2 separate regions of the Triticum aestivum genome follow, and region 2 is linked to region 1. A link is a contact called in public Hi-C data. All regions are on one chromosome and are shown on one strand. The core of a region is the stretch at or near the end of the contact, and the rest is flanking DNA. Distances in the headings are between cores, read along the strand shown.

Region 1 (7,364 bases), core at 1,273-3,772:
AATTGGGCAAGGGGCATGTCATCATCAATGATTCGTACCTATTGAGTAGCATAAAATAATCAATGATTTGAACAGCACAGGTAAACTTACAGTAAAGTACATACCTCAGAACCAGTAAAAATGGCTGGCTGCTCAGCAACCAACATGTTAGTTGTTGTAGGGTCAGTTGGCAGCGATTTGAACAGCTCTTTTGCCTGTTGTACAATATCATCATGCTTAACAGCACCAGCAGCAGTAATGACCTGAAAACACACAAAAACACATGTTATTTACGACTAGGAGATACTCCACCCTACTGAGGTAATAGCAATACGACAAAATGATAGATATCCAAATGTATTACGGACACATAATTTTTAATCTCAAGTACCATTCTAGAAGCCGTGTAATGCTTTTGAATGTAGTCTATGAGATTCTTTTTGGTGATAGACTTGACATTATCAGCAGAACCCAAGATTGGCCTGCCAAGAGAAGTATACTGGAATGCAGTTGCATGGAGATGATCGAATATAACTTCCTCCGACTGTCCCTGAACCTACATAACATAGGAGAGTCAGAAAAAAAAAGTGAGCTCAAGAAAACACAGCAAGACATATAGTAGTAGCATCTCAGAAATGTTGCACGTCCGGGTTGCAGCTTGACACGACTAATAACAACTTACTGAATCCAAAATGAAGTCTGTAAATAATAGAGCCGAACATGAAACTTGTATGCTCATAAAACCCAAAGATTGAGTTAAGTTATTTCCATCCATATTAGGTACTCCCTCCGTCCCATAATATAAGAACATTTTTCAAAACTAACAAAACTTGAAAAACGTTCTTATATTATGTGACAAAGGGAGTACTTTTTTCTTTCTGAGAGAAGCATCTATTGGATGCATGATTAACCTTGCAGGTTGGTCCATTTAAACCATGGATTTTGAGTCGCTCGACTAGTCACGACTAGTCGACGACTAGTCTATTAGTCAGAAAAATATGGTCGACTCAGCTTAGTGTCGACTCGAGAGTCGCGACTAGTCACAACGCAGGCTCGACTTCTTCCGAGTCGCTGCCCCAGAGCGACTCGCATGAGTCGCGACTCGAAAACCATGATTTAAACTCATTATGGTCGAGCAACATTCTACTCTACTTGAATAATCTTCTCAGCAAATTCATAAGATTTTTTTCACAGGCATACAATATTCATTTTTGCTCCGAACTCCTAACCAGATTGATTTGGGACAGTTTGATATCAAATGCCAATGTTGCCTTCCCTTCTAAGATCTAAGTCTAAAGCAGCTTGATACAATTAGAACAATGTCACATACTAAGAAATTAGGCCTTTGATCAGTTCTTATTTTCTGTGAGGACCTATTGGGCAAATGTAAGTTCAAAAAAAATGCAAACCGTTACATGTTTTTCTTTTCTTAAATTGATATCTGTATTCGTTCCAACTAGTTTGATAGCAAATGCCCATTTTACAGCTGTCGTCTTACATATAGCAGTTCATAACAATTCCTAACACTAAGAAATCAAGTCTCTGTAAGTTAGTCCTTATCATCTCAGAGAATTCTATATGGATTGGTTAAAAACATCACAATAAACAAGAAATGCATATTAATAAACACTAGAGAAGGCATGATGCAATCAACCTAAGGTAGTTTAAGAAATTGTCCGTCAAATCACCTAAACAGATCCTTATTGCAGTGGAAAGGAGTGATTAACTCAAGCAAACATATACGCATCAGGAAACTAACCTCCTCCATCTCTCGGAGAATGACACTGCGCTCGCGTTCAATGCGGTTGTCCTCGAGCTTAGAGTCCTGCAAAATGTCCGCGAGAACATTCATGGCACGTGGCACGTCCTTGTCGAGCACCTTGGCGTAGTAGGTGGTCTGCTCCCGCGAGGTGTAGGCGTTGAGGTGGCCGCCCATGTCCTCGATCTCCTGCTCGAGCTGCCCGGCGCTGCGCGTCCCCGTGCCCTTGAACAGCATGTGCTCCACGAAATGGGCGACCCCGGCCGCCTCCTCCGTCTCGTACCTGCTCCCGGCGTCGATCCAGACACCAACGGTGGCCGTGCGCGAGGAGAGAGAGGACTCGGTGGCGACGCGCAGGCCGTTGTCGAGCGTGGTGACCTTGGTCTCCGGCGCCTCGAGGATGGCGGTGTGGTCGACGTGCGCGGGGACGGGGTTGGCGTAGCGGAGGAAGCGGGGGTCCGGGTGCTCGAGGCGGCGGACGCGCGCGTTGACAGCGTCGGCGATCCGGTCGTACGCCATCACCGGGGCGTGGACGGCGGGCGCGTCGGGGGCGATGGCGCCGGGGCCCGCGGCGACAGCCGTGGAGGCCTCGCGCGCGTTCCCGGCCGCCGCCGCCGCCGCGGCGGAGCGGCGGCGCACTGCGGCCGAGAGGAGTCGGCGGAACGCCATCGGGGAGATCTGTTGGGTGGCCTCTCCGGCGGCGGCGGAGGTGGAGATCTGGCGGTGCTAGGGTTTGTTGCGGTCGGATGGATCGGGGAGGAGGAAGAGATGGGGGGAGAAATAGAGAAGTGGCGTGGAGGGAGCCTGCCAAGTGGGGGAGAAGCGCTGGGTGCCCGTAGCTTGGCTTGCGGAGGACCCACATGTCGGTGAGGGAATGCGCTTGTTTCTAAGAAAGTGGTTGGGTGTGGGATTACTGGGTCTTCGTGGGTTGCCACTGAAATGTTCACAGCACAAGCATTTTGCATTCTAGCCCAGAGACTTGGTTTGGGCCGAATCTGACCCAGAAAAAATAAATGTATTTTTCGTTGTGTTTAAAGCGATTTTCTCTGCCTTAAAAAAAAGAATCTCGTTTTTTTTGCAACAAAAAAAGAATCTCGTTGAGCACTCGTCTCAGTCCCGCGGAGAGAGAAGTCACATTTCCCACTCTGGCTTGGTTTCAGAACTTCGTAAAATGACCATTTGCAAGATGATACGCACACATAGTTGATGCAATCGAAGAGTTTTCTGACTAATTATTAACTTCAGCGTGAAGCTCTATAAATGTCATCCCATCTCAGTTTCTAAGGGATTCGGTGTTCCTTTAGCATAACAGTTACTGTAAGCCACATGACAAGCTTGATCCATATTCCATTCCATACGCACTTCAGTTTGCCACAGAACTATTTTCAGTTCAGACATTACTGACAGTAAATTCAGCAAGAGCTACTAGTGTAAAAAATGTTCTTATATTATGGGACGGAGGGAGTAGAAAATAGAGATTTTTTTTCAAAATCCACATATATATCAACACATTGGTATTTCGGGGTTTTTGGCAATCAACTTAGGAATACAAGACCACAGAAATTCATCCTTGAATTTCCCATCTGCGGTCTCTTGTACAACAAGCTGTTTTAACCCTGGAGGTGGAGGATGCATCTGAAGCACAGAGCTATCGATATGCATAAACGCATGTACACAGAACAGAAGTTGGAGATCACCCAAGCCACAAAGACCGAGTCTCGTTGCGCATGGAGACGTTAAGAAGAAGCTAGGCACTTGAAAGAATGAGGAGCATCTAAATCATGCGTGTTGATGATGCTGCTCTGCGGCTCTTGCTAGATGCAGCTGACATTCATGTTGCTTGCGGGGCCATGTCTTCAGCTTTCCAGTGACCATGCATCGCTGTCGATAGTAACTGTCAGCCATAATTCACATAACCCAGCATGGTGAGCATGCTTTGTATAGAGAATAGAGAATAACATGACACAACATGCATTGTTTTCAATCATAACCCATGGTGAAAGATGAATTCATTGGTTGTTTAATTGTTAAAAATTATAGTGTTTGTTCAGTCACTCTTGAACTGTAAAGATGAATCCATTGGCAGTCAACTGCCACAAATTATAGTGTTTGTTCATGCAGTCTTGAACTGTAAAAACTCACCATGATAACCTTTCAGGCCGGAGATGAAAGTTTGGCTCCTTCGGAATTGTTATTGTCTTTGATGACCTTAAAAAAGCACGACAGAAAGAAATGTTAGTTACTTGTAAAGGGACAACTAGTGAAAGGTAATATCGGATCATTATTGCAACAATTAGTGAAATTGAAATATCATCTATACAAGTTTCATTAAAGAACAGGTGTTCACTTTTTGGGGATGAATGGCCGATCAAAATACGGCATTGGCTGTGCTTTAGGAACAAGCTCTTTCCTCAGCTGTCTTATCATTTCTTCCTCCTCTAACTTTTGTTGACGTTCCCGCTCCAATCTTAATTCCTCACCGAACTTGGTCTTCTCTGACACCTAAATCTCAAACAGGCATAGTTAATAGAGTGTAAAAGGCTCACACTGGTACCACTGAAATAAGACTTCAAAGTTCAAACCATGTGCGATGTACAATGTACAGTGAACTTGTAAGGAGGCTTACATATTGATCAAATTCAGCACGTTCAACTGCGCGCACATCACTATGTAGAACAAGGTCGACTGGCTCTGTTCTTTCCTTGACTGGTGGCTTAATCAAGCACTAGTGAAAATAGAGGTTCAAAGTTAAAACAATACACTTGTTAACTGAAAACTTATCAACCATCATAGTGATTCCCAAGAGAACCAGGTACAAAAGTTATGAAAATAAATTCAATAACAATCAGGAGAACAACCTGATAGTTATCAGCATGCACCAAAGGAAGTCAGCATTCTTCAAATATTTTATATAATTTTGACATTATGTCATATTTTATATTCAACTCCAAGAACTAGTACGATGCCATAAGAACAGTCACAGCATGCACAAACAACAAGCTTCGATTTGGAAGTAACACACATTTATCTTCCTCGTCAATTATATTCCAAAGAAAATCAGCATTCTTCAAATATGTTATATATAATTTTGACAATATGTCATTTTTGCTATTCATCTCCAAGAACTAGTATGTTGTTATTTATCTTCCTAATCATCTATATTCCAAAGAAAATAAGCATTCTTCAAATATGTTATACTCCAGGAGTATTAATTTTAACATCATGTCATTTTTGCTATTCAACTCCAGGAATTAGTATGTTGTCATAAGAACAGTCACAGCATGCTCAAACAACAAGCTTCAATCTGGAAGTAGCACACATTTATCTTCCTTCCATGGTATACTGAACCAAACGAATATATGTCGCTAATCAATTTTATTCATTGTTATGTTCCAAAGGAAATCAGCATTCTTCGAATGTGTCATATATCAGTTTTGACATTATGTCATTTTTGCTATTCAACTCCAAGAACTAGTATGTTATACCATACAAAATGCAAGTGCAAGGCTGTGTTATAGAAAATTAGGCTGTATATAATGACAAACCTCAGGCTCATCTGTTGTCCACGGAAGTCCTTGAGCAATATGTATGCGCTTCTTCTCATCCTCAATTAGCATTTCCTGGACTTTCTGAATAAACTGTTGTTCTTTAGCTCTTCCCCTTTGCTGTTATAAAAACGATATGCGCATCAGACAATATAGCAATATAGTAGGTCATTTTGACTGCTGCCTGCTGAATGCTGAATCTGCTACTACTGACTTTGCCCACTAACAAACACAACCATAGCCAAAGATTTTGTTATTCACCTCTGTTCTCAGCTTGAAGGGATGCTGGCTAGTGACCTTGAGCTTTTTATTCCAGCTGCTCCTTAGTGATTCGGATGACTGCCAGATCAAAGAGCAAATAGACACTGAATTCAGAGAGTACAGAACAAACATGGTCAACAGTAGTAGAGCAGCAAAAAGGGCTATCGCATCCTCACGTTCCGCCGGCTCCTGCGTCCTCCGGTCTGGCTGTCCCAGCTAGATCTAAAAAGAGGAACAAACTTTGATCAGCAACAACCTAGGTGCAATTACTTCTCTCGTTTGTTTGCTGGTATCAGCTAACCTGTTGCTCTTGCCATCGAGTGAACTGCAAAGTCTGGTTGGTCCCATGCTCATGAAATCGGACGAGGAGAACACTGCCACCGGCGAGCCCTCACTCCCCTCGTTCCATGGCTGCAATCCAGGCAGCGCCCAGGCCTCCTCGCCTGCCCGTTCGGAGTCAGCAGTGGCCCCGGAGATGGAGAGCAGGCTCTCGAAGGCATGCACCAGGTGCTTGACACGGCCCGCCCCAGCATCTGGCACGCTGTTCATCGCCTTGGCCATGACTCTGCTCCGAATCGCTCTAACTTTGCCGCTCCCCTCCAAATCCGCCACCTCCGCTCCCTCCCCCTCCTCGACAACAGCGGCACTGTTTGCGTCATCTTCGGCCGCTTCCTCCTCCTTCTGCGACTCCTGCTCCTCGCTGGCCGCGGACACCGCGCGCTCCTTGAGGAAGAACTCCTCGTGCGACGCGCGCAGCGCCTCGCGGGCGGCCTCGCGGCACTTGTCGAAGTCGAACTGGCCGCCTCCTCCGCTCGCGCCGGCTTGCCTCCGCCGATGCGCTCCCTTCTTCGCCACGAGGAAGCGGCGCTGCGGGACCGGCGGCGGCGGGGCGGGCGTGGCACGCTTCTTCCTGACGGAGGCGGAGAAGGTGGCGGCGGCGGCGGGCTTGGCGGGGGTCTTGGACGTGGTCCGGGGAGGGGAGGCGAGGATGTTGGGGTCGGAGTTCTCGGAGGCGTGCGCGAACCGCGCGCGGGAGACGGACCTGGCCGGGGTCTTCGCCGTCGCCGCCGCCGAGGACGGGGGCCTTGCGGGAGTCTTCGCCGCCGTCGCCGCGGCCGAGGGCGCGGGCTTGGCCGGGGTCTTGGGCGCCGCGGGGGCCGATGGCTTGGTCGGAGTCTTCGCCGCCGCCCCGGTCGCCATGGCTAGGGTTTGGGATCGCGCAGGGTGTTTTGCTTGGGAATGGTTTCGATAGGGTGGGGGGATGGGAGATCGGGGGTGGAAGGGAACGGGGAACGGGCGGAGAAGGAAAAGGAGAGCGTTGGGGGCCGAGGAGCCTAACGGCTAGTTTTCTTTCCAAACACGCTCCGCGATTTCGCACTCGATCCCGGCCCGGTTTGCTTCCGTGGCAATGACGGGCCAGAGTGATTGGGCCCGGTGTCAGTGTGCGGATGTAAATTCGGTAAGGGCATCTCCAATGGACGAGACTTGCCTTTTCCCCTCCCGTGTGCCCATCCGTGCTCCCATATATGTGACTTGATTTGATTGGAATCAAATAAAACCCGACCCCACTCCCTTAAAATCAGGGGGGGAGATGATTAGATTAGAAAGAAAAAAGAAAAAAAAACAGCAGTTGAATGAGGTGGGAGTACGGATGGGAGCATGGAAAGGGAGCAGGCAAGCCGGATCCATCTCCAATGGTCGACGCTTGTATGGGCGCTAACAGAGAAGAAAAAACATATTAAATAAATAAATTGGCGACTAAGCGCCCAGCCTTACAACGGCCGATGCTAATACACAGGCTAATTTAAAGGATATAGGCG
Region 2 (7,364 bases), core at 2,473-4,972, 990 kb after region 1:
TGCGCCAAATGTCAAGGTAATGTCGATGATCACTGTGCCAAATGTTGATTTAGTATTGATTTCTCTGCTGTGATTGGTGCCTTGCCTTCTCCAGTTCTATATTTTTCTTCTTTGTATATATTGCGAAGTGTTGAAATTACTAGGTACAGATGTACTTTGTTGATTTTGTATGGACAATTATCGAAATTGTATCACCTTTATGTTTCTTATATCCCGTATTGACAAATTATGGAAGCTCTACCATTTCCATGTTTCTTGTGCTATTTATTAGTCGGAACGTACCTTGCCTGGCCAGTGGCCACGATTACTAGTGCAAGCAAAAAAGCGGAGAACAGGAAACTCAAATTATATAGGACTAGTAGTATTACAGAAACAAGCGGGTTTTACCATTAGCCTGCAATTCTTCCAGGGACTTGCAGCCTCCTATTGATTCGGGAAGGGCATTTAGTTTGTTATCAGATACATTGAGTAGCAGCATCTGCATCAGTCAAACACAAAATGATGGTAAGCTATTGACAACAACACGACATAGATCCACAATACCAAAAAAGGATAACACTAGGGCATTGACCATTACAAAAAAAATACGCTTTTGAATATTTAATGGTGATACAAAATGATGAAATGCAGACTGAATCATTTCATAAAATTAACTTATTTGACTAGACAGAAAACAAAGAATACTTCTGTTGTGAAACAAAACTCAATACTGACTGCATCTTTATGATTTTCGGAAATGAGACATGCTTGAAAACAAGTCTTTTGCGGAGATAGGCTAAGTTTGGCATATTGAACCAAATAAAAAACTTACATTGCACAAATCTCCAACACTTTTAGGTAGGCACAGCAAAGAATTCTGAGAAACTGTAAGCTGCTGAAGATTTGATAGAGAACCCACTGAATCGAAAAAAAGATCATGTGAGAAAACGGAAACAAAAGTTAGTAGAATAATGGTATGAAAGTCATAACTCTGTACTAACTCCTTGTTAGGGCAAGGTTTTAGACTAGAGCCTAGGCCACCTTTGTTATGTACTAATAAAATAATAAACCTAGGTAATACTTTGCTTGTTTCATTTCCATTCTTACAAATAATATAGATAAGATGTATGAACTAACATTCTTCAGGCAAGACAGTGATCCTATTTCTGTCAAGCGTGAGGATTTTAAGGTTCCGCAGGTATCCAATATTAGCTGGAATGTTTTCAATCAAATTACCAGCCAAAACCTACAGGAACAAGAGAAAACATCACTATCAAGCCGCCATTACTGAGAATAAACAAATGGAAGAATCGTTGCTTGCAAATACACATCTCTAAAAAAATCCAGGACGGTTTTTACTAAGAATGCTTACCAGCCTTTGCATATTCACAATGGTACCAACTTCCTGGGGAACCTCAACTGCAAAATCAAAAGAACGAATTGTCGTTGCTCAAGAAAATACAATTACAAACATCAAAGATGTGAAAACAGCTTATGCAGTTTCAGGCAAGACAGCTTATTCAGAACAGGAATTCAGCCAGTAAGATGCAAATTGCCCAGCACGGGTTTTGGATAAGTTGTATCCACAAACTGGTAGAAAAAGAAATGCAAGAAAATAAAGGGTCCAATTGTAGCAAGTTGGCTTGAAATAAAGCAATTGCTCACATTGTGAAGTGAAAAATAAATGTGCATATAACTTCCAACCAGTTTCTTTCTGACTAAGTACAAGAAAGTGAGACAATACCAAGCATTAATGTCTATCACCCTGAATGGAGATAACTACTTGAAATTTCTGATTACCTATCTTGTTATTTGTCAAATCCAGAGTTCTAAGGGAATTTCCCACTTGCAGAACTTCATGTGGTACCACCTGCATGGAATGATATTAAGCAACTCTGGAAGAGAAGTGCAATGTTACAGTAAGAAGTGCAGAAAAGCACCCTTTTTCATGTAGACATAATAAGTTCACTTATAAGCTAAATATTTGAAATATGAGAACAATCTAATAGGAAATATTTATACGAGGAAAAACAACTGAGTAAGCACCATATGGATTTCATTTAGTGAACCAGTACCGATATCAAGCCCTTGTGCTGCTGACCTGAGGAGCCATGTGTTTTCTGGCTCCTTGCTGGATTTCAGAAGGCCATGGACAGCGGTACAGAAGGTAGCGCTCAACACAGACACCACCTTCTGTTGGAAGTTCACACTTCACGCACATGCGGGTATTGCTCATCATCTTAGGCATACAGGATTCAGTTCCTAGGCTTAATGTGAAGCTGAGATTTCGAAGGTCTGGGCATCAACAGCAGAGTGGCGTCTTCATGTGTGGTTAGAAAATTGAATACTGACAGCAGACCGCTGCTAGCAAGCCAATAGCCCAGCACCTATATATGCCCTCTATGCATCGAAAACTGTTCACCCACCTATGTGCTAGAAACCAATTCGTGTGGCAGTTATGGGACAAGCTGCTGCTATGACGGCTTCACTCCTTCAGGGAAAATTACTTGGTATACTGGAGGTTTGCCTCCCTAATTGACGAGCTACATTCAACTGGCAGTAAGCGCTCTCGGTCCTGTTAATGCTTGTAGTTTGGGAAGCTTCGAGCAGAGAAGCAGGCGTATGATTCAGACAAAAGAAGCTTCCATCAATGCGTTTTCCGAGAATTAAAAATAAAAAAGACGAGGCAAACGCCTGGCTGTTGGCCAGGGCACGACACCTGCCAACACAATTGGGGCCTCTGTGTGGCTGGGTGAAACAACTAGTGCTTACCTCATTAGCCTCACCATTTTGGTTTTCAAGGATACTCATCATTTTGGTTTTCATCCGCTTTCAAGCTACAGGTGCTTACCTGCAGTTTGTAACTTTGTATTTTTCTCATCATCTATCAATGAAACTGTCAGATAGCCTTTTGATTTAAAAAAATGTTAACTTAGAAGTACATCGTTGCAGGCTTGCAGCAGTAACATCGGTACACATGGGTACATTTTAGGCATACCTTTAGCAGTACTCTAGAGTTCCCAGAATGCTCAATTTTGGAGTGCCAAGTATGATAATCTTCCTAAGGTTGCATTTCTTATAATATAATGACTAAAACCAGCCATTAAAGGTGGCAAGTTAAATGCTTATCTGTTTATCGTGTCAGCTAAAAGGTTATTTCAGCCAAAAGAAAAGCAACACAGTTCCAAGTTAGTGCATCACCACATAGGATGGCATACTTTTAACTTTTATATCGGCAAAATTGCGCTTTCCTTCCACCTAGGAATCCTCCATGGATACTCAACCAGTTAATCAAACGGGCGATGTACCATCACTCAGAAAAGCATCGTCGCTCGTACTCTCAACGTATAATCATCCGACATTCAGGGGAGCTGATGCGGTGGACGCCCCCAAAATGTCAATTTACAGGAAAGGGGAGGGGGGGCTGTGGGCGAGGATAACCTTCAGTTTGGCGTCCCGGAGGGCGACGATCCCGGTGGAGCGCCAGCGCGTGACGCGGGTGGCCGGCGAGTCCGAGCTCCGGCTGCTGCAGCAGCCCATCTCCGCCGCCGCCGCCGCCCGTCGCCCGCGCGAGGGCGAAACTCGCAGATGCTTTCCCCTCCGATTGTGGAAGAGATTTTGTTTCAGGGGGAGGGGCGGGCGACGACTTCGGCGAGGAGGCAGTTGGGGGCGGCCGGCGGGATCTGCCTTGACCTCGTCCACTCGCTGTCAGCTGGGACCACCGCTGGGTGCCTCTCCCCGCAGGGCTGCGGGTCCCCGTGCTGCTTACCTGGCATCTCGATCTTGTCAAACGGTTATCTATGAGACTGACAGTGGCAGGCAACAGACCAATTTTTGATTATTTTTTATTATTATGAACAGACAAGATTGCCTCTTTGTAAATTTGCAATTCTACACTTCCAGTTTTTTTTTACAGTAACTAGACTTTATTTCCCATATATGCCATATCGTATATCAAAAGATGACAAATAAAGTCAAGGATCACAACATCCCAAGAACCAGAAGATTTCGAGCTAAAGGATTGTCTGGCTAATTCATCCGGTACCTAATTGGCTTACAAAAACTTTTAAGGGCATCGATGTTTTCTCCAGAGTTTGGATCACAAGGCCTTTTTACCAGCTGACGGCGCTGCCACAAGAGGAACCATGTTGCAACTACCGCCAGTTGTGCCATCGGGAGCCCATCAACAACATCACTGAGTTTTATTAAAAACTCCATGGTGACTGATCCTGATCTGTCATTTGCAATTGCTCTCTGTAGAGTGTCCGAAAATCCCAGCTGATCACACTTCTTTTACGCGGCAACAACTGAAAAGAGTATGCCATCTTCGGCATGAGCCAAACAGTGCGGGCATCTTCATTGACTCCATTGCTCTTACCGTTTCATCTGATTTTATTTTTTAAATGTCTCTAGAATGCTTTGAAAATTGTAACCAGCTAGTTTTGATTAAACAAAAACTCTTGGGTGTGTTTTGTGAATTAACAATAGGATTACCAACTGTAAAACAAAATCATCTTGTAGTTTTGTATGGTCATCTTAATTGTCAAATTATCTTTGAATACTTGCCCATTGTACAAGGAAAATATCTAATATGAAAAATCAATTAAGACGTCCATTCATTTGGGCACCCTTGCCTTTTGCGATAGGGGATGATCGGCTCGGCTACCATTTCTCCCTCCATCCATGGCAGCTAGAAATCACGAGTGCCATCTTCTCCGGTCCGGTTATGAAGGTGATGTTCTATCGTTAGCAATGGCGCACCACCATTCTTGACCAAAGTGAAATTGCACCACTCATCCGTATGCAGCTGAACGAGGTCCAGTAGGGTTGGAAACATGGACATTCAGGGTAGTCACCTAGAACAAGATATGAGATAAGGCACGCGATTTTGGGTTAGGCAACAATCATATCAAAGGACTAGCGCATTTAATTCATGCTTACGGGTACAGCACACTTGAGCAAACTAGCTAATTAGAATGTGACCTCAGAATTGTTCAATACTTCTCCAGGAGTCAAAATGCATACAAGCTTATCTGGAAAAAATTAACTAAATAATCATTTAAAAATTATTAGACCCTTACCAAGCATATTTGCAGACATAGCCTTTCTAGCTACACAAAATGGTCTTAGACTAGTCACAATGGTGAGTAACATACACTAGTAACATACACATATCCCTAGACTATGTTACTACCTTCATAGTGGGTAGTAACATAAGTGTGGTGACATGCAAAGCTTCATTTATTAGGTTATAGACTCATATTGCATCGGGGCATGTGATGTTACAGTAACTAGCTAAGTTACTATAACTACCTCTCTCCTCATTAACTCACTGCCACATAAGCAAATTTGCTGAGTTGGACTCGATGTTACTGCTGAAGTTACTCCCACTGTGGCTAGTCTTATGTTGCACAAGAAAAACTACTGCACCATGAGTTTAGACCTGGGTCGATGCATAAAAAAACGTTTTATATTTAGATACAGAGGTAGTAGCTACCAAGCTTTCTGGCCATCCAAACCCATTAGCAGTGGTGGAGGGACACATAGGGCGGGGTAGGGCAGCCGCCCGACCTAACAGGTGTAGTAAATATTCCCTACTATTCTGCTTCTATGCCATGGCCACAGGCCAGCTTGAGCTCAGGATGGCAACTTTGCTGACTCAAAAGTCACCAGGACACAAGATAGACGACCGATGAGCGAAATATCAGGGCCTGAGCAGCTGGGCTTTACACATTTAAGGCACATGAGAGTTAATCAGGCTAGGCTTTACTTACATTCCTTTACGCTTAAACATCAACGAAGCTTTCATATAGTTAAAAATCGATGAAATGTCAAAAAATGTAGTACAAGCTTGGTGAGGTATTTTTGCATGTGCTAATTTCATTTCAATATGTTTCTACACGGATTTGTTGTCATAAATCTAACATCAAATACTCTTATTAGTATGTATAAAACAACGATCATGATTTCACCCTACCAAAATTTCATACCGTCCTCTGCCACTGTCCATCAACATGGCCAAAATGGTTAGTTTATCGACAAAAGTTTGGTGATACAGCATCATTTTTATTTCAAATAATAGTTACTCCCTCTGTAAACTAATATAAGAGCGTTTAGATTACTAAATTGGTGACCTAAACGCTCTTATATTAGTTTACGAAGGGAGTACATAATAAAAATAAACCCATTAATGGTGAGGACAATATAGTCGAGCTTTCAAGCACCAATCAACTACAAGATGGTTAATTGCTCTCCCAAAACAGACTTCTTTCGCTCATTTGATGGAACGATGGTCAGGCCTGGATCAACATTACAGAGATGTACTGAGTATGTACTTGATGTAATAGACATATATAAAGACACCCAGTTTACTGATATAGTAATCACCAGTACAAATAACATAGCTAGTGACCTTGAAGTCCTAAATGAATCAAAGTTGTCAGAACAATGGTAAGAGAGAACACCAGACACAAGGGTTCCTAAAAAATTGGTCTGACCGAATGTTGCTCTAAACACTGCATGAAGTAGCCTTGGCGGTAAGGAGTCACAAGAGAATCCGTCAAAAAAAGTTTCTCTGGCTTGTGGATAATTCGGTAAGTGGGAATTTTACCATCCAAGCTCAACAATATTGAATTTACTTTTTCATTTGTACTGCGCATGTTTTCCAATCTAATTTTACTGGAAGAAGTCTTTTGATTACACTGGTTAGTTCTGCAGACAATTGCAATGATAACTTCACGGTTTTAATTTGCACACCCATGGAAATTATGAAACAGAAACTTCAGTTGGTCAAACTCTGAAGAATTATATTTGTGACTTGCTCAGCACTCATGAGCTGTATGATAAGAAAAAAATGTGTACCTCATATGCTTACCTTTTAATGCCGGAATGCTAGGATAACCGCAACGATGAAAAGTACCAAGAGAGCAGCATTCCCACCAGGCAAAATATCTTCACATGAACCAGGTGACCTGGAGGATGAAGAAGCAAAACAAAAATGTTGAACAAAATGGAAGTTTACAGTTTAGATACTCAAAATATTGATGCTAACCTACTCTTTTGAGGTTCTTATATAATAAATTATATCATCCTTCACAAGATTAAATATTTCTTGCACATAAAATGACCGCTATCACATAAATTAGTATATTACATGATTCTACTCACACACGTAATGACAAAAAGGCCATCGTGTGCTCTGAAAGCTGGAGGCAAAAAATCGACAGTTTGACTACAGAACGAACAAAGACAAACGATTGCATAACTGAAACTGATAAATCGTTAGTGGTTCCACAAACTATACAGCGTCTGTTTAGAAGAATGACATGTTCACATCCAGAAAAGAGGTAGAGGAAAGGGCCGGAGAAGTGTGTGATTGCATTATG

Evidence for each region. Hi-C and Micro-C count contacts between places; a contact is called where the count stands out from the background.
Region 2: a contact with region 1 is called in a Hi-C map of leaf, with 3 times the contacts expected there. The contact joins the promoter of LOC123092997 here to the promoter of LOC123092990 in region 1. A contact is called at or near these places in 3 of 5 Hi-C or Micro-C datasets (all in leaf).

The regions. Positions count from the first base shown.
Region 1 is chr4B:513,163,356-513,170,719 of IWGSC CS RefSeq v2.1, forward strand. It overlaps LOC123092990 (probable mitochondrial-processing peptidase subunit beta, mitochondrial), which reads right to left and starts at 2,523. Exons shown (of 9, transcript XM_044514863.1): 1 at 1,739-2,523; 2 at 371-535; 3 at 105-242; 4 at 1-38. The coding sequence starts at 2,407. LOC123092991 (neurofilament heavy polypeptide) reads right to left here and starts at 6,831. Exons shown (of 8, transcript XM_044514864.1): 1 at 5,846-6,831; 2 at 5,721-5,766; 3 at 5,545-5,622; 4 at 5,284-5,403; 5 at 4,365-4,463; 6 at 4,086-4,240; 7 at 3,881-3,946; 8 at 3,165-3,619. The coding sequence starts at 6,744. The coding sequence ends at 3,595.
Region 2 is chr4B:514,156,415-514,163,778 of IWGSC CS RefSeq v2.1, forward strand. LOC123092997 (plant intracellular Ras-group-related LRR protein 7) reads right to left here and starts at 3,723. Exons shown (of 9, transcript XM_044514872.1): 1 at 3,421-3,723; 2 at 1,780-1,849; 3 at 1,352-1,398; 4 at 1,216-1,225; 5 at 812-897; 6 at 388-478. The coding sequence starts at 3,519. It overlaps LOC123092996 (tyrosine-specific transport protein 2), which reads right to left. Exons shown (of 3, transcript XM_044514868.1): 2 at 6,854-6,950; 3 at 4,498-4,835. The coding sequence ends at 6,857.